Regions from separate parts of the Mus musculus genome. Here regions 1, 2, 3, 4 and 6 are each linked to region 5. Evidence: chromatin contacts called from public promoter capture Hi-C data. All regions are on one chromosome and are shown on one strand. Each heading gives the region's core, a stretch centred on a gene start, on an enhancer-like site or on the middle of the called end of the contact. The rest is flanking DNA. Distances are from core to core; before and after follow the strand shown. Region 1 overlaps Adam22 (a disintegrin and metallopeptidase domain 22). Region 2 has its middle 37 kb from the start of Gm52802. Region 3 overlaps Adam22 (a disintegrin and metallopeptidase domain 22). Region 4 holds the start of Dbf4 (DBF4 zinc finger). Region 5 holds the start of Cldn12 (claudin 12). Region 6 has its middle 49 kb from the start of Gm30835.

Evidence for each region. Promoter capture Hi-C pulls out the DNA fragments that hold promoters and counts their contacts.
Region 1: a contact with region 5 is called in a promoter capture Hi-C map of second pharyngeal arch cranial neural crest. The contact joins the enhancer-like site here to the promoter of Cldn12 in region 5. A contact is called at or near these places in 6 of 39 promoter capture datasets (3T3-L1-derived adipocytes, cranial neural crest, hippocampal neurons and 3 more).
Region 2: a promoter capture Hi-C map of hippocampal neurons shows a contact between it and region 5, with 21 times the contacts expected there. The contact joins the enhancer-like site here to the promoter of Cldn12 in region 5. A contact is called at or near these places in 13 of 39 promoter capture datasets (the 3T3-L1 cell line, the C10 cell line, HPC-7-derived erythroid cells and 10 more), 29 of 484 Hi-C or Micro-C datasets (the 3T3-L1 cell line, B cells, the C10 cell line and 21 more), 5 of 115 datasets of contacts at active chromatin or transcription factors (acute myeloid leukemia, astrocytes, embryonic forebrain and 2 more) and 1 of 9 other capture datasets (adipose tissue).
Region 3: a contact with region 5 is called in a promoter capture Hi-C map of hippocampal neurons, with 12 times the contacts expected there. The contact joins the enhancer-like site here to the promoter of Cldn12 in region 5. A contact is called at or near these places in 4 of 39 promoter capture datasets (cranial neural crest, hippocampal neurons and liver).
Region 4: a promoter capture Hi-C map of hippocampal neurons shows a contact between it and region 5, with 5 times the contacts expected there. The contact joins the promoter of Dbf4 here to the promoter of Cldn12 in region 5. A contact is called at or near these places in 9 of 39 promoter capture datasets (the 3T3-L1 cell line, cranial neural crest, frontonasal cranial neural crest and 5 more), 1 of 484 Hi-C or Micro-C datasets (cerebellum) and 4 of 115 datasets of contacts at active chromatin or transcription factors (astrocytes, embryonic stem cells, large pre-B cells and 1 more).
Region 6: a contact with region 5 is called in a promoter capture Hi-C map of liver, with 7 times the contacts expected there. The contact joins the enhancer-like site here to the promoter of Cldn12 in region 5. A contact is called at or near these places in 9 of 39 promoter capture datasets (the C10 cell line, cranial neural crest, hippocampal neurons and 5 more) and 1 of 115 datasets of contacts at active chromatin or transcription factors (stem cell-derived neural progenitor cells).

Annotation. Positions count from the first base shown.
Region 1 is chr5:8,094,621-8,097,320 of GRCm38.p6, forward strand. It overlaps Adam22 (a disintegrin and metallopeptidase domain 22), which reads right to left. Exons shown (of 31, transcript NM_001310440.1): 27 at 453-560. Among named protein-coding and RNA genes, the nearest start is that of Sri, 39 kb to the left of the region's middle. Within about 2 kb of position 1,256, at least 5 of the 459 cell types and tissues checked have an H3K27ac peak or open chromatin away from gene starts, as enhancers often do. A contact at or near this core is called in second pharyngeal arch cranial neural crest, where this site is marked.
Region 2 is chr5:7,999,438-8,002,137 of GRCm38.p6, forward strand. No RefSeq gene overlaps it. Among named protein-coding and RNA genes, the nearest start is that of Gm52802, 37 kb to the right of the region's middle. Within about 2 kb of position 1,259, at least 7 of the 459 cell types and tissues checked have an H3K27ac peak or open chromatin away from gene starts, as enhancers often do. A contact at or near this core is called in hippocampal neurons, where this site is marked.
Region 3 is chr5:8,310,870-8,313,569 of GRCm38.p6, forward strand. All of the region lies in intron 3 of Adam22 (a disintegrin and metallopeptidase domain 22), which reads right to left. Among named protein-coding and RNA genes, the nearest start is that of Adam22, 56 kb to the right of the region's middle. Within about 2 kb of position 1,397, at least 39 of the 459 cell types and tissues checked have an H3K27ac peak or open chromatin away from gene starts, as enhancers often do. A contact at or near this core is called in hippocampal neurons, where this site is marked.
Region 4 is chr5:8,421,301-8,424,000 of GRCm38.p6, forward strand. It overlaps Dbf4 (DBF4 zinc finger), which reads right to left and starts at 1,416. Exons shown (of 12, transcript NM_013726.3): 1 at 1,167-1,416; 2 at 1-93. The coding sequence starts at 1,212. It overlaps Slc25a40 (solute carrier family 25, member 40), which reads left to right and starts at 1,538. Exons shown (of 12, transcript NM_178766.5): 1 at 1,538-1,739.
Region 5 is chr5:5,513,701-5,516,400 of GRCm38.p6, forward strand. It overlaps Cldn12 (claudin 12), which reads right to left and starts at 1,276. Exons shown (of 4, transcript NM_022890.2): 1 at 1,065-1,276.
Region 6 is chr5:7,909,697-7,912,396 of GRCm38.p6, forward strand. No RefSeq gene overlaps it. Among named protein-coding and RNA genes, the nearest start is that of Gm30835, 49 kb to the right of the region's middle. Within about 2 kb of position 1,440, at least 3 of the 459 cell types and tissues checked have an H3K27ac peak or open chromatin away from gene starts, as enhancers often do. A contact at or near this core is called in liver, where this site is marked.

The sequences.
Region 1 (2,700 bases), core at 6-2,505, 2.6 Mb after region 5:
GCTTTGAAATATACAAAAATTAAATACTATTCAATGCAGCACTTATATTGCCAATTTATCTTAATTGCCTTTATTGAAGCATGACAGTACCCTTTTTCTTTGACTACCAAGCATGACATAAAGCTCACCATGTGAAAATATTTTCAATACAATGCTTAGTTTCTTGAGCCATGTGCAACATGATCGGAAAAACCCTGGGGTTTCTCCCTGGATTTCGAGTCATTTTATTTTGTTTCAATTCTGTGGCCTAATTTTTTTTTTTTAATAAAACACAGGTTCTGAGCATATGACATTTTGAAGTAAAGCAATCAAAGAACAAGGGATACTATTTTAACATTCAAGAAAGAAGGAAGAAGTAATCAAACCTGCTGCAAAATAATGAAATGTTCTGACTAATGGAATAATGTGTGATGGAACAGGTGGAAATCTGAAAATGCGACAGAAAAGCAGACCTCTTCTTAGAACTAGATGCTGAGTTTGTGCTGCCTCCGGGAGGAAAGTCGCTATAAAAAGAGTCGCCATCGCCAGGCTTTTTTACATAATCTCCCTGGGGTAACTGTCTAAGGCATAATAAACATTTCAGAGTCAGAAAACAAGACACACACATGAACACAGACATATACAAATATTATTTCAAGAAAAAGGGAGGGGAGGGATAATGGTCTACATGATCAAATCTATAACACATGAGGTTATTAATCAATGCGACAAGTTCAACTCATTCCAGCTGTGGAGGTCAGAAATGTAATCATGGAGACTTTGTAGGGTGGGTGAACAAAGCCTTTTTTTTTTTTTTCAGGAGAAATATGGAAAGATGAGTTATTTTCAATGCGACCTCATTCTACCTAGAGATGTTAACTACAATAGCTTCTGTCTCTTAAAATGATATTGAAGATGTGTTTGTACATTCCTTGCTCCAATAAAGCAGGGCATTTTTTTCAAATGTGATGAATAAATTCTTTATCATTTGAAATACACTATCACCTTGATTTGGTTTTGAAAGACTGCATTGCTTATTGGTATTCTATAATTAAATCCAAATCAAACCTCATTGGAATTTGGTGTTCAGTTTGCAGCTTCATTATTTAAAGGAAGTTTAAACGAATCAAACTTGAATCAAAACTATAACTTTATACCAGACAGCAGAATGTGTTAAGGAATGTATTAGAGGAAGAAAGGGTTGAAGAGTAGCTGAGCTTCTTGGAGGACTATGGAAAAGCATCTATGACAGATGGTGGCCACAGTTGGCTATCTCCACCATAGCAGGAGGGAAAGGCAGGACCATCTGCTTAACCTGGGCTGCAGAAATTGAAGCCATTTGTCTCTTTATAAATGAGTCAGGAAGTCTCACTACCTCTCCTACAAGAACTGGAAAGACACCTTCAATACCCCCAACCCCCAGACAACTCTGCCTACAGCCAATCAAATCATTTAATGCATGGCCTCAAACAGCCAAATGCATCCAAATCTTGATCACTTTCGCTCATGCTATAGGTGGAGGTGTCAAAAGCTAGGGACAGACTAAGGATTTCCGACAGGTACACATCAATAAGTCTCCAACAAGCATAAGTTCCTAAGTCCCTTTCCAATTCAGTTTCTGTTAGTTACCCTGACTGTCTGTCTGCAGATACCAAGCTTTAAGCCTCACATCCCCTTTTCAGACGTTCCCTTGATAATATTGATTCCTATGGTGTTGAAATGTTAAAATGTTGCTTCTGACTAAACATCCTCTCCTACATCATTTGGATAACTTATACTCATAGATTACAAATCTGAAAAGGATTGCTCAGTTGATACAAATAAAGCGTGGATTTTACTTTCACCCTGAGTGATCTTTTTCTAGCTCTCCATACAATAACTAGGGGGGAAAATTCCACTAAACTAGTTTCTAAAACTAGCTCCAACCTTGACTGACAGAGGTATCACAAAAATAATGGAATCAGATGTGGAGTTAGAAAAGTCCCAGTTTAATATAGTTCTAGGATACTTCTTCCTTCACCATTCTGGCCACACTGTAAAAGTGACTTCACCCTAAAAGTATCCAGAACGCTGGTATTACTTCTTAGCAGTCACCTTAAAACCCCACAAGGAATAGAAGTAACTTCCCTAACATGGTAAATGCCGGTAACACATGATCAATTTCCTCACAGCTTTCTTGAGAGTTTTGGACATCCTTCACTGTCTGAACACTTATCCTTTCTACAGTACCCATTATATGTTAGTAGACCACTACTTCTCACTTATCCTTTCTACAGTACCCATTATATGTTAGTAGACCACTACTTCTCACTTATCCTTTCTACAGTACCCATTATATGTTAGTAGACCACTACTTCTCACTTATCCTTTCTACAGTACCCATTATATGTTAGTAGACCACTACTTCTCGCTTATCCTTTCTACAGTACCCATTATATGTTAGTAGACCACTACTTCTCGCTTATCCTTTCTACAGTACCCATTATATGTTAGTAGACCACTACTTCTTGCTTATCCTTTCTACAGTACCCATTATATGTTAGTAGACCACTACTTCTTGCTTATCCTCTCTACAGTACCCATTATATGTTAGTAGACCACTTCTTCTCACTTATCCTTTCTACAGTACCCATTATATGTTAGTAGACCACTACTTCTCACTTATCCTTTCTACAGTACCCATGTTAGTAGACCACTACTTCTCACTTATCCTTTCTACAG
Region 2 (2,700 bases), core at 9-2,508, 2.5 Mb after region 5:
TATTATCTTGAGAGAGGTAACCCAGAGCCAGAAAGACACATGTGGTATGTACTCACTTATAAGTGGACATTAGCCATAAAGTCCAGGACAACTGGTTATGCTACAATCCACAGAAGCAATGAATGAATGAATGAATGAATGAATAAATAAATAAATAAATAAATAAATAAATAAAACTGAATAATAAGAAGGTTCCAAGGGAGGATGTGTGAATCTCACCCTCTTGTAGCAAGACAGACAGGCCTTTTTTTTTTTTTTTTTTTTTAGGAGGGAGGGGGACATCAATCCATCCATAAACCCTTCAGACCAAAATCTGTCTTGCCTACAAGATGTACAGGAATAAAGATGGAGAAGAGACTGGGGGAACAACCAACAAATTACTGCCCCAACTTGAGACCCATCCCACATGACAGAGCCAAGCCCTGACACTATTAATGATACTCTGCCAATGCTTGTAGGCAGGAGCCTAGCATAACTGTCTCCTGTGAGGCTTCATCCAGCAGGCGATGGAAGAAGATGCATAGACCTCAGCCAAACATCAGGAGAAGCCTGGGGTGACTTGTGGAAGAGTGGGGGGATGGGTAAAAGTGAGCAAGTCAGAGAGGTCAAGGACAACACAGGACAATCTACAGAATCAACCAACCTGAGACCACCAACCAGGGAGCATGCAGGAGCTGGACCCTGACACCCTACACATTTATAGCAAATGAACAGTTTGGTCTTCATGTTAGTCCCCTAACAAGTGCAATGGAGTACAGTCTCTGTCCACTGCCTTTGGATCCCTGCCCACTACTTGGTCTGCCTGGTTGGGCCTCCATGGGACAGGATGGCCTAGACCTAATGGAACTAAGTGCGGAGGATTGGGCGGTACCCAAGGGAGGCTCCTCTTTTCTAAGGAGAAGGGAAGAGGGGGTAGAGAGGAGTGATTTATAAGGGTGGGACTGGGAAAAGAAAAGGGGGGAGAGCTGTGATAAAGATGTAAAGTGAATAAAAATTATAAAAATATATGTGTGTGTATACATATACATGACATGTGTGTGTGTGTGTGTGTACATAACCAGCCAAAATTGTATAGCCATTCCTAATACATCATCTGTGTTCATATCAGATCATGAAACCAACTGATTTAATCAGAGACCATCTGTTGTGTGTAATTTTAAAATCCACGATATTGCCTTCCCGGGGAACACACTGCCACTGGTCCCACTCCCGACATAGCTCCACCAACGGCCAGCTGGTTCCCTAACAGGAACTGTACTCACTCAACCTCTCGAGGCTAACTCCACTAAGCCTCTAGCAGACGCCCAGGCTGTGCCCTCACGCTGCACACCTTTGTTCCGTGGATGGAAAACACCAGACAGTTCTAACACTCTAAAATCAGCCAGATAACACAACTGCTGGGTGCAGAATCTATCGCCCTAAACTCGTCAGCTATCTTATATCAGAATTCTGCTGGTGGCACCACAGTTCTCGTTGCCCCCCAAGCCTTACATGGTGTTTGCCCTCCTTCCCAAAAGCCTGGTGGAAAAGCTATCTCGTCCCCTCTTCTTTCTCCTGGGACCTGGAATTCCCACCTTTTTTCCTTTGCCCAGCAATTGGCTCCCGCAATCTTTTTTGACACAATGAAGAACCAGTTCGGGGAACAATACCTCCACCTACAACCATCCATAAACTTTTCTAATGATTCCAAATTTTTTGTTTCTAAAATGATTATATTTAAATAATGTTACTACTTGCAATGTTTGTGTCAGATGTCTCTTTAGCCAGAGTTTAATCACTTTCATGTTTCAAATTTATATGGAAATAAAATTGAATATATGTTGTTTCAAAATATATGATTCTTGGTTTGAGACAAGGAGCAAATTACTTCAGTTTAGGGTCAGCATAGTCATCTGTAGAATGGGAATGAAGAGTATGTTTAAAAATAGTCAGCAGTAGCTACATGCCTCTCAGGTCAGCAGGTGAGGGTGTGTGCCGCCGAACATAGTGACTTGAGTTCTGTATCTGGGTCACATACTGTAGAAAGAGAAAACTGACTCCCACAGTGTCCCCTAACGTAGACACTCACATCACAACACACACACAAAACACACATACATATTTTGTGAGTTGCCCTGATGCTGTTTGTGTTCTGATATTAATTCTGCTTCAAGAGGGGCTGCCACCCCCTAACCCACCCAAGCAGCCAATCATGGACTCAGGTGAGCTCATGTGAGCCTTTTCCCCATTTTAACTGGTCAAAATAAGGCCAGTGCCTGTGATTCAGCAGTGGAAGGAAAAGGTGGGACAGGAGGTCTTTGAGAGGGGAGGCGGATAGGAGGAGGAAGAGAAGGAAGGAGAGAGGACAGAAGAGGAGGAGGAGAAAGGGGAGGAGGAGGAAGAGGAGGAGAAGGAGGAAGATGTAGCAGAACCACGTGGCCAGGAGAAACTGCAAGTAGCAAAGGGTCTCAGAGCTGAGGAATCATTAAGTACAGTGCTAGATCTGCCCAATCTAGCCATATAGCTTATGAATACAATAATTGGATTGTGTGTTCTTTATATGGGCTCATTAGGGTTGAAAATCACTGCAACATACATACATAAACAAACAAATAAATAGATGCACATAAAAACTTTTGGATTATGTAACCATTGTAAAGCATTATACACAGATGCACCGTGCACATCCAGTGTGTGTGCATGTACACACACACACACACA
Region 3 (2,700 bases), core at 147-2,646, 2.8 Mb after region 5:
GAATAATTTCACAATGTGTGAAGCTACCGTGTTGGCAATGACGTGCACATTCCTGACAAAGAGCTGCAGGTTCTAACCAAAGGCTCCTACGCCTCCCAGGTTTGCATGCCCTCATTTCACCTAGGATGGTGTTTCTCTGATGCTGTTACTTTTTTTCCAGCCCAACCTCCTATGGAATGAATAATGTGTTGGGCTAAGATCAAGAAACAAGTGAAAAATGATCTCATAAAATAGTCATCTAGCCAGCCCCGGGGGAACAGGCCTGTAATTCCAGCTACTTGGGAGGCTAAAGGAAGAGTACCATAGTCCACGGTCTGCTTGTATTACAGTAACTCAGGCCCAGCCTAGGATAAAGATCCAACATAAAGGAGCTGATGAGCATACTCAAGGTCCCAGGTTCAAACCCAAGTGTCTCTGTCTCTGTCTCTGTCTCTGTCTCTCTCTCTCTCTCTCTCTCTCTCTCTCACACACACACACACACACACACACACACACAAACACACACACACAAACACGCACTCATGCACACACACAGAGTCATCTAAATGAATGGAGTTTGATGCTCTTGGCTGTTATAATCTGTTTTAGTCACATAATAGAAATTTTTCTCTTTCTTTTCTAAGTTCAGTTCTACAAAGTGAAAGACGTTCTAGAGATGCATGACTGTGATGATGAAAACGCATGAATAACTACACTGCACTCAAGATGATGCTTCTCACAGTGCACATCACCACAATAAAATGTTATAAACATGCCAAACATTTGGTTCCTAGAGCCTCTGGATTCCGTAATCCTAGACATGTGATCAATATTGGGCCGTACGTCCTACCTTCCTTCCTGATATAATCTGAAAAATAAGCTACTAGAGTTTTTTCCTACAATATAAATTTATGGCAAAGATCTTCAAAATACAAAATAAAGTGGTTAATTTTTTTTAAAGAAAATGTAGTCCTTTCTTCATTTGTTGTGCACATTGCTCAGCTATTTCTTGACTATCTTTTTAGATCATAGGCATATTTTCTTCACAGACAAAAATAAAATAAAAATGACTTGTTCACTAGCCATTCTTTGATGCTGTAATATACACCCTAAATGTCCTTTAGGAAGTCATCCCTGCCCAATTCAGCATCTGTGGGTTGGGAAAGGCAGATTCCACACCCAAATTCAGGCTGGTCTACAAGAGCCCCAAGGTACTGCAAGGTTACAGTATCAGGTTTAGTGATGAGCCTGTGACTCTTCTGGAGTGGGATGAAGCCAATAAGACTCACTGAGATAATGAAGCAAATACAGGCATTCCTTCCCCCTCAGCTGAACTTGAAGGCACACATACACAGCGAGTTAGAAAAAAAGACAGAACACAGCAGAAATGAGAGAGAGCTAGACAGAAATCAGAATCGCAGGCTGCAAACCAAAACAAGCAGAACTCCCTGGGACATGACTCACAGGACTCAGTCCTTTCTCCCTTCCCTTGTGAGTTTGATTTAAAGTGTTGCCAGATATCAATAAGCATCATCTGCAACTACCTAGGAAAGCTGATAACATACATTATCTTTACATAAGTTCTCTGTCAGTTCAAGCAGAGCATTTGCCATTTTAAAGTCAAGAAGACTCACTTCCAGAGATTATGCAACACGGAGAACATTGCATAACTCATCACAGAGCTACTGCCCACATCTAGGTCTTTTGAGTCACAATGCTGTCATGCACTTGGCTTTTTCCTAAGAGGCACATCCAAAGTGCCCATCTCTGAATATTTCCACTTGTTAACATTTCAGCCAAGGGCTAGACTGCTTAGGGCCGATCCACTGATAAATAAAGTGTATTACAGACAGTAAGGATGGGGGTGGAGAGGAGTCCCCCACACACTATCTACAACACTAGAAACTTGGTCTTAAAAACAAAGTCTTTAGGTGACAGAGTACCATGCATCAAGTCAAGCCTTGAGCCTTAAAATCTCATCCTCCCATTTGAAGTACAGCACACAGACCCATAGGACCAGGAGGGTCATCCTCTCTCTGAGAGTCCGTGGCATGCGAGGTTTCTGAGCAAGAAGAGATTCCTCATTGCTGAAAGGTAGTTTTTTTGGATTTCTACTGCTTTTCATGCTCCTGGCCAGTGTTGGCCAATGGCTTCTACATTCTTTTTCTATATGTGTCTTTACCCTTTGAACCAAAAGACAGGCAGGTGTCCAAGTATTAAGCTCTTTTCGATTTTTCTTGAGGATGTCACAGGAAATGTAGCAGTTCTCCTAATTCTCAGAAGATAGAAGCATTTGTAAGACACAACAATGCAACCTTAATGACTGGACCAGGAGGCTAAACGCAAATGAGTGGGAAACAGAGGAATTGGCCGCTGTCCTTCCTGCTATGGTGAAAATGAAGCCCAGGTCTCTTCTTTCCTATCTCACCCCTGCTTTATTCCCCCACCGACCACAAGTAATTAAAATTGTATTTATCCTGATAAAAGAAATATGAACTTCTCTAAATTGTAGAAAAAAAGGGCAAGTACTCAAATCATCATTAGCATGGTCATCTAATTCAAAGCTTCTATTTATTAATGATTTTGTCAACTAAACTGAAATCCAAAATCACAAAATTTGTCCCCAGGTTTTAAAACTTTAACCATCATGAATAATGCAAGCATAGAATATTGTCTTTGTGGGTATAAAAACAAAATAATAGATACAGAATAAACACATTA
Region 4 (2,700 bases), core at 166-2,665, 2.9 Mb after region 5:
AAAGGGGCTTATATTTGGATTTTTCCAGTCTATTATCAGCCTTCAGGGATTTCAAGGATGGTCGATTCTTTTCATTTCTGTCTTGGATGCCACCTGTGATTACAAAAGAATCAGGCAACATTTTATGCAGACAAATTTTTAATTTATTTTACAAAAAATGTTCAACAGCTTTATTGCAGAAAGGAAACATTACTAGTCATAACAAATTAAGTCATTAGAATCTAAATGTTTTCCCTAATATTACCACTTAGGATGAAGGCAAACTGTCCTGTATGGTTTCCACAAAACTCTATACTGGAGAACAAGAGCTGAATCAGCAGAAAATAGTTATTATTTACTCCTGTTCCGTGTATGAAGCAGGAATTCTATAGAGCTGTTCTGGAAAACTTACCTTCTCATGGTGTAAACGTCATGTGGGTAATTAACAGGTCGGTGAAAACCCAACACAGGTGTTTCAAATATTTAAAGCTTATTTACCTAGGTAGCCACACACACTCATCTAGAATAAACAACCTAATTCTTAGGGGTTACTAAATGCTGGCATTTTGGTTTCATAGTTTGTCTAGTACTTAAAAGAACTAGACGAGGGAGTTCATGCACTTTGTTTACATATTAAGAACCTAAGCCCACTAAGGACTATGCCATCCATCTTTTATTTTAAAAGCAGATGAGAATCAAACATCTTCTTTAAACTTTCGAAGACAACCTGCACTTTAGTACTTAGTTACTAGACACACATGCACCTCTTAGGAATTTTCCCTATAATGAAAATTTTTTATATTAAACATTGAGATTGAAATCTGCTTTTGTCTATGAGGTTGAAACACACACACATACACCTCTCCGTCTCCCTCACGAGTGACGGGAACAGTCACAAATGGGCGTGGGCGCCTCCTCCGTGGGGCCGTCGGGGACCCGCGCATTGTCTGAAGCCTGCAGCCCCGGGAATGCCGGGTCGCTCGCGGCCGAGGCGGGGAGAGCATGAGGGGCCCGGCCAGCGTCGGTCCCTCACGGAGACCAACACCGAACGCCTCGCGGGCGCCGAGAACCCACAGAAACGCAAAAGCGGCAAGAGGCCCTCCGCAGGAAGACTCTCTAGAACCCTCCGTGGAACCAGCCAGGCAGGAAACGATTAAAGGGACCGCGGCGGGGGAGGGGCTCCATACCCGGGAGAGGTGCTTTGCTGTGGATCCTCATGGTCTCGAGGTTCATGGCAGCCACCAGGCACCTACATGCTGGGTCCGCACCGGGGGCCGCATGGAACGGCCGCGAACACAAAGCTCCCAGGGCCTCCCCGGCCCCGGCTCCGGCCTCGGCCTCGGCGCCGGGCCGCGCTTGAGGGCCGGTTCCGGCGCGGAGGCTCGGAGCAGGAAGAGGCTGTAGCTCAGACCCGGGAGCCGCGGCGGTTAAAGATTTGAAAACGCGTCACGCGACCGCGGCGCCCAGACGCGCTCCCCGCCCTTCCTACGCCGGGGCCGGCCTCGCGCAGGCTCCACCTGCCCCGCCTCGCGCCCCGCGGGCCCCGCCCCCGGATGCTGACCACGCCCCCGGCGCGCCAGCCCGCGGGGCCTCAGACCCGGCTCTCCCGCGTCCTCCTCGAGTTCCGGCTCCGCTCTGCATACTTGGAGTGTGGGGCAGCCAGGGCGGTGGACGCGGTTAGCCTCGGAGGCTTCACCTCGTGGTCGACATCACCTGCTAGGCTGGCTGAGACCCGGGCCTTGCAGTCGCCTCGCCACCAGGTACTCCAGTTAACCCTGTGTGGGACGCGGGGCCGGCCCTGGGCTCCCGCCGACCTTGCAGACGGGCCGCAAAGGTCCCGGGTGGCCGCGGTGGCGGCGGGGCCGGGGTCCACCCGCCGGATCCGACTCTCGCAGCCCTTTGGGTACTTTGTTCTGTACAGACCTGTTCTTTCTCTCTGTGTGTATAATTGTCCTTTTTGTAGCAATAAAAGAGTGGAAAATGAAGTCTCAGGGTTTTTCATCTGTAAAACGGGAATACGGGATTATGGTCAAGACGAAATTCAGGCGTACGTGATTTGTTTTAATTTTGCTTTGTAAATGAGAAAATGCCTCACAAAACTTGTTTGGAGTATACTTCTGCTCTCACCCATACAGACGTTATGCTTTGTACTGTTCTGCATTTCTTAACTCCTGGCTATAATAGACACTCCTTATAGTATTGATTTTTGATGGAGTACCCTCAAGACAGTCAGTACAAATAAGTATATTCAGGCACAGACAGGTGAATTGTGAGACTATTCGCCAAAGACAACATCAAGTTGGATTAGCATTGCTAAAAGAAATGATTTTGTTTTAAACAGGTTATGGACGGAGGCTGGAGCGACAGTCATCGAACTGTCTATCTGTATTAAACTGCTTTAGACAGTCGGAGCTAATTTGTAATCTCAAGAAATGTCCGGAGGAGGGAGCCAGAAAGGGAAATATGTTGAGACATTGTACTGATGAATTTGAATTAATATACATGTGCTTAACAGACCTTGAGAAGGAGGAGCAAACATTTTTTAAAAATGAGGAGAGGATTCAATTTTCAAAGCGTAAACTACGGAAAGGAAACAGAATTTCCATGTTTGTAAACTGGTTCAAATGTTTGAGAAGCACTAATACAGAGTAGAATTAAAGCCACGAGGGAAGGGGGAATGCCTTGGAGTAGAGCTTGTGAGATGAAGTGGAGAGTCAGGGG
Region 5 (2,700 bases), core at 26-2,525:
CTAGTTCCTGCCTACCGTGTCATAAGGAGCACGGTGAAAGAAAGCACCATGCAGTTGCCTTGGAATGAAAAGAAATGCACTGTTTTCTAAAATGTTTAAAAGACGGTATTTACCATAAAACCAGACAAAACTAATCTGCTCTGTACAACCTAAAATTTGCAACTAGTATGTCCTTTTTAGTTTATGTTGTGTGGTATCTATCGTCCTTGGCTCAACCTGCCATTTGGTATGTTTTCATATCTCTAAAGAGGAGTGACTTCCTGTTGGAATACTAGTTAACTCAAACAGGTAGGATGAGTGAAAAACTCATAAACGCCTGGCAGCTTCCTGGATCCAGGCGTTTATCGCTGGCCCTATTACAGTAATTATGCAGGATGTGGCCTGGGTGCTGATTTCCATCGAGGTTCCCCACCTCCCATCTACGATTCTTGAGTTGTTATCAATCAAGATTGTTGCTTCGAAGTCAGAAGGGCTCGTTTTACAATCAATGACCCCAATCGGACCCCTGGGCAACCTTTGCCATGAGGTCACCTGGCATAGCAGTTCTGCAGTGAAGACTAGCCCCTTCGCAGAGCAGGGCAGTGTCGAGGGACAGCAGCAGCCAGATCGGCACGTCCGGGTGGGAGCCGCGTCCTCAGGAGACCCCGAGCGGCCGAGCCTGGCAAAGGGGGGGCGGCTGCGCCCAGCCAATGGCGTGAGCCCTCCCCGGGCGCACGCTCGCCGCTCGCCCACCCCTGCCCGGTGCGTGGGGAGAGCGAGCAGGTCAGCGTTACACAACCAGCGCCGTCAGCCGCTGGGTCCAAAATAGCAGCCAGCTCGCAGCTCGCAGCTCGCACCCCCGCCCGCCCCCAGCCCTCGGCTGCCCCGGCAACGCGGCTCCACACTCCTCGGAGGGGACGAAAACGTTGTAAACGCGGTACCAAATACCTCCTCGGCCACTTTTCCACGTCCACCCATGTGGGCAACCTTTCAAATGCCGACTCGCCGCCGCTTCGCCGTTTCACGCAACACCTTCAACTACTTGCAAAAGACTCGGAAACGGGAGCGTCCCTGACCACACCTACCGGCTCCTCACGGCTCGGGCATCCCGCTCACCCACTCCGAGCCGCGGCTCCTTGGTCTCCCTCCGCTGCCGCGGAAGTGCGTTCTGGCGAAGCCGCCCCGGAGGCTTCAGGGAACCAGTCAGGCTCTCCCCTGGCTCCGCTCGGGAATACCTTGGCTGCCGGGAACTACAGTTCCTAGCATCCATCGGGCCGCTGGCCGCGGGCCAATTCCTGAGACCACCTCCTTCTTCCGGGTCCCGCCTCCCTCGTTTCCTCTTGCACCTTATTAGGGATAGGTTTACGGCTTGCTTTAGAATGCTCTCAATCACACGCATGAGGGACAAATTTGAGATTCGTTTGGTTACTCAATCAAAAGTTGTTCATTAAGTGCAAAAAAAAAAAAAAAAAGGTCTAACTCCATAGCCACACAAATTTACAAGGGGCACTTTGCTTGTTACTTCTGGGGTTAACTATAGGCAAAAGATACCCTACTGCAGCAAAATTCCATACATAAAACTAATTATTAAGTATTCTAATTTGACTCTTCTACACATCAGCTATCCTCTCTCGTCTTCTCTGATATGTGCATCCTGTGCAGATAAATATGTCAAAGGACTCATACACAGTATTTAAGTTAAAAAGAGCAAAAATGATGCCTGTGAATTCCAGTTGATTCCATCGCACTATATACATACACACAAATAGAGAAACAAAAACTGTCGATGTTGACAACTCTTTTCTTTAATTATCTTTTTTTTTTCTTATTCACTTTATATCCTGAACACTGCCCCTATCCCCATCAACCCCCTCTCCTGAGTCGGGGAGCCCTCTCGACCCCCCAACCCTGGCACTTCAATTCTCTGTGAGGCTAGGCACTTCCTCTCCCACTGAGGCCAGACAAGGCTGCCCAGCCAGGTACGTAGCCCAAGTACAGGCAACAGCTTTGAGGTAGCTCCTACACCAGTTGTTTGGGGCCCACATATGAGCTGGAAGGCCTAGGTCCAGCCTGTGTTTGTTCTTTGGTTGGTGGTTCAGACTCTGAGAGCCCCAAGGGTCCAGGTTAGTTAACTCCATTGGTCTTCCTGTGGAGTTCCTATCTCCTTCAGGGCACAGCAATCCTTCCTCCTATTCTCCAGTAAGAGTCCCCAAGCTCTGGAGACTGTTTGGCTGTGGGTGTCTGCGTCTGTCTGAGTCAGCTTCTGATTGGAGTCTCTCAGAGAGCAACCATGCTAGGCTCCTGTCTGCAAACATAACAGAGTATCATTAATAGTGTCAGGGATTGTTGCTTGCCTATGGGATGGTCTTTGCTCCATCACCTGTGCCTGCATTCCTTGTAGACAAGATAAATTTTGGGTTGAAAGTTTTATGTGTGGATCGGTGTCTCTATCACTCCACCAGGGTTCCTGTCTCGCTACAGGAAGTAAGCTCTTCAGATTCCAAATCTCCATTGCTGTCACAGCTAAGGTCACCCCCATAGAATTCTTGGGCGCCTCCCATATCCCAGGCCTCTGTGATGACAAGTTTTTTATTATTTAATTTTTTCATACAAATATTGATTATATTTCCCTCTCCCCCAACTCCTTTCAGATCTTTCTCACCTCCCTACCCACCCAACTTCATGTTATTTATCAAACATACAAAACTCAATAAAGCAAAC
Region 6 (2,700 bases), core at 190-2,689, 2.4 Mb after region 5:
CCTATATTTTCCAGAGTATATTTTTGTTGGTTGGCTTATTGGTTGTTGGTTTGCTTTGAAATGGGGTGCAACTGTACAGCTCAGCTGCCCTCAAACTCACCATACTTCTGCCTCAACCCTAGAAGGACTGAGTAGTTGCCACCACTCCTCTCTTCACAGGTAAGTTTTGCTTTTAAATTTTAATACTATGCACCTTGGGGAGTGAGAGGTAGGGGGACCCTCTAGAATGTGCCAGAGACCTGGAAGGTGAGAGACTCTCAAGACTCAAGGGGAGGGACCTTAGATGAAATGCCCAACAGTAAGGAGAAATGTGATTGCCATTCCACAGTCAAAAACTCCAACCCAGAATTGTCCCTGCCTAAAAGAACTGCAGGGACAAAAATGAAGAAGAAACTGAGGGAAAGGCAGTCCAGTGACAGGCCCAAATTGGAATCCATCTCAAGGGGAGGCTCCAAGGCCTGACACTATTGCTGATGGTGTGCTTACAGACAGGAGCCTAGCATGACTGCCCTCCAAGAGGCCCAACAAGCTGCTGACTGAAACAGAAGCAGACACTAACACCCAACCAGTGGACTGAAGTTGGGAACCCCTGTGGTTGAATTAGGGAAAGGCTGGAAGAAGCTGAGGAGGAAGGTGACCTCATAGGAAGACCAGCAGTCTCAACTACCCCAAATCTCTGTGGTCTCTCAGACACTGAGCCACCAACCAGGCAGCATGCACCAGCTGGTCTGAGGCCCCATACACACATACATCCTCTTGGAGATGGGTGGAGTTGGGGGGTGGGTAGGAAGGAAGGAATAAGGAGCTGTGGGAGAGTGGACCAGAAAGTGGATAACAACTGGACTGTAAAATAAAATTAAATTAAATTAAATTAATTAAAAATTTTTTGATACTATACTTACCCAGTAAATCTATTAGTATTCTAGGTGTTCACTAGAGGTGGGTTTTGGCCCTCTGCCGATCTAAATGCATGTGACACTTTCTTAAGAAATAGTTGGTTGTTGCAGCTTACACAGAGCAGTATTGGAGGAGTCCTGAACATCCAGTGGCTGAAATGCAAAGATGCTATAGACACACTGGACAGAACAGCACCTAAACAGAGAACTATCTGACCCTAAAGTCAATAGCACTGACTATGAGAAACCTCCACCGGATGTTGTAACAGAGATAATTGTATTTACATTTCTCAAATTAGATTTGGAATCCTGGCTAGAACCCGCACAGGAAGAAAACTTCTGTTATCATATCTATTCCAAAGCTTAATTACTATTTTAAGTATATCTTCACTACATGCTTTAGAAAGTAAAAATGTGATTGTGGCTCTTTTTTTTTTTTATGTGCTTGAGTTTAGTGTGCTTTGCGTTTTGTCACTAGGAAGCTGTTTTGTTTGTTCAAACTTCTAAGTCAAAAGATAATAAAAGTCTTCGCAACAAAAATTGCTCAAGAGTTTACAAATTCTTCTCTGACACAAATCATGACCAGAACTGTCCTTAGCCCTGACGTTCTCTTCTGTTCTGTTTGACGCCTTATTTGAGGTCACGCCCCAGATGTTAGCCAGATAAATTTAAAGTACAATTAAAAGTGTCAGTCATTTTCATCTAGGATGGCTCGTGGTGTGAAGACGCAGGCCTCGCTGACAAGTGTTCACGCTCTTACTATAACCTACTAGGGAAACTGCAGCTAAGCAAACCAGGTAAACATTTTTAACTCATTGAATCACCCCACCATTACACAAAATTTTCTGGTTCAGTGCTACCATTGTAAAACAATCTTGCTTTATTTTTTTTTTTTAGATAAATTCTCTTTCAAAACAAAACAAAACAAAAAACTTGACTATTTAATCCTGGTCAAGTGGAGATAAGAAGTAAATAAAATCCTGACATGAGAATCTATTGACACCCCCTCCAGCCCCCCGAATGCACTGGGGAATCTGAAATTAACTAAACGAGGTCAGCAGGAAACACAAGCATGGGAAAACTCAGAACTTTAGACTTGGTCGTCTAGGGAGTAATGCCTTTGAAAAAACAGTACATTCTAGAAGCAACATTTCATTATTTTCTGGAAGGAAGAATAAGTAAGATTTTTATCTAACACGACCATTTTCTAACATGGTGATTACAAGTTGAGAAGAAAAGCTTCACAATAATGTAGAGATACCCTGTATCAACTTATATTAGAATATGCTGTTTATATTGATGTCCATGCACATGGTCTATTCACAAAATGCTTTTAAATACCTCTGTGGCCATATGTGTGCTTAAGGTAGCTCTGTCCTCTCTGGGTTTTGTGCCACATAGAGCACACTACAGATGCCTTTGGGAAAATGCTCTCAGAGAGAGTCACAGTTTTTCTGGTTACACTATCAGCTAGGTCTTTCCCATGACTTCTTCATCTTTTAGATGTTGGTCCTGATGATCAGAGCCCCTAATATTTGAAACTAACTTATGCCTGACCTATATTCAGATCTGCTGCCCTCTGCAGGTGACCCCCGGAACTACCTTTTAAATGGCCCTCTGTCCAGGACACAGGCCCATCATATCACTGCCCTGAGGGACACGCTTGCTTTTCTTACCTTCTGGCACAGCCTTCAGAGAGTGGATTCAGTTCAGAATATGTGAGCTGGATTCTTTCTCAGAGACAGAGAGGTGTAAAGCCAACAACGGAAACCTTAGAACAGCATGTCCTGTGCTATTTTGTTTG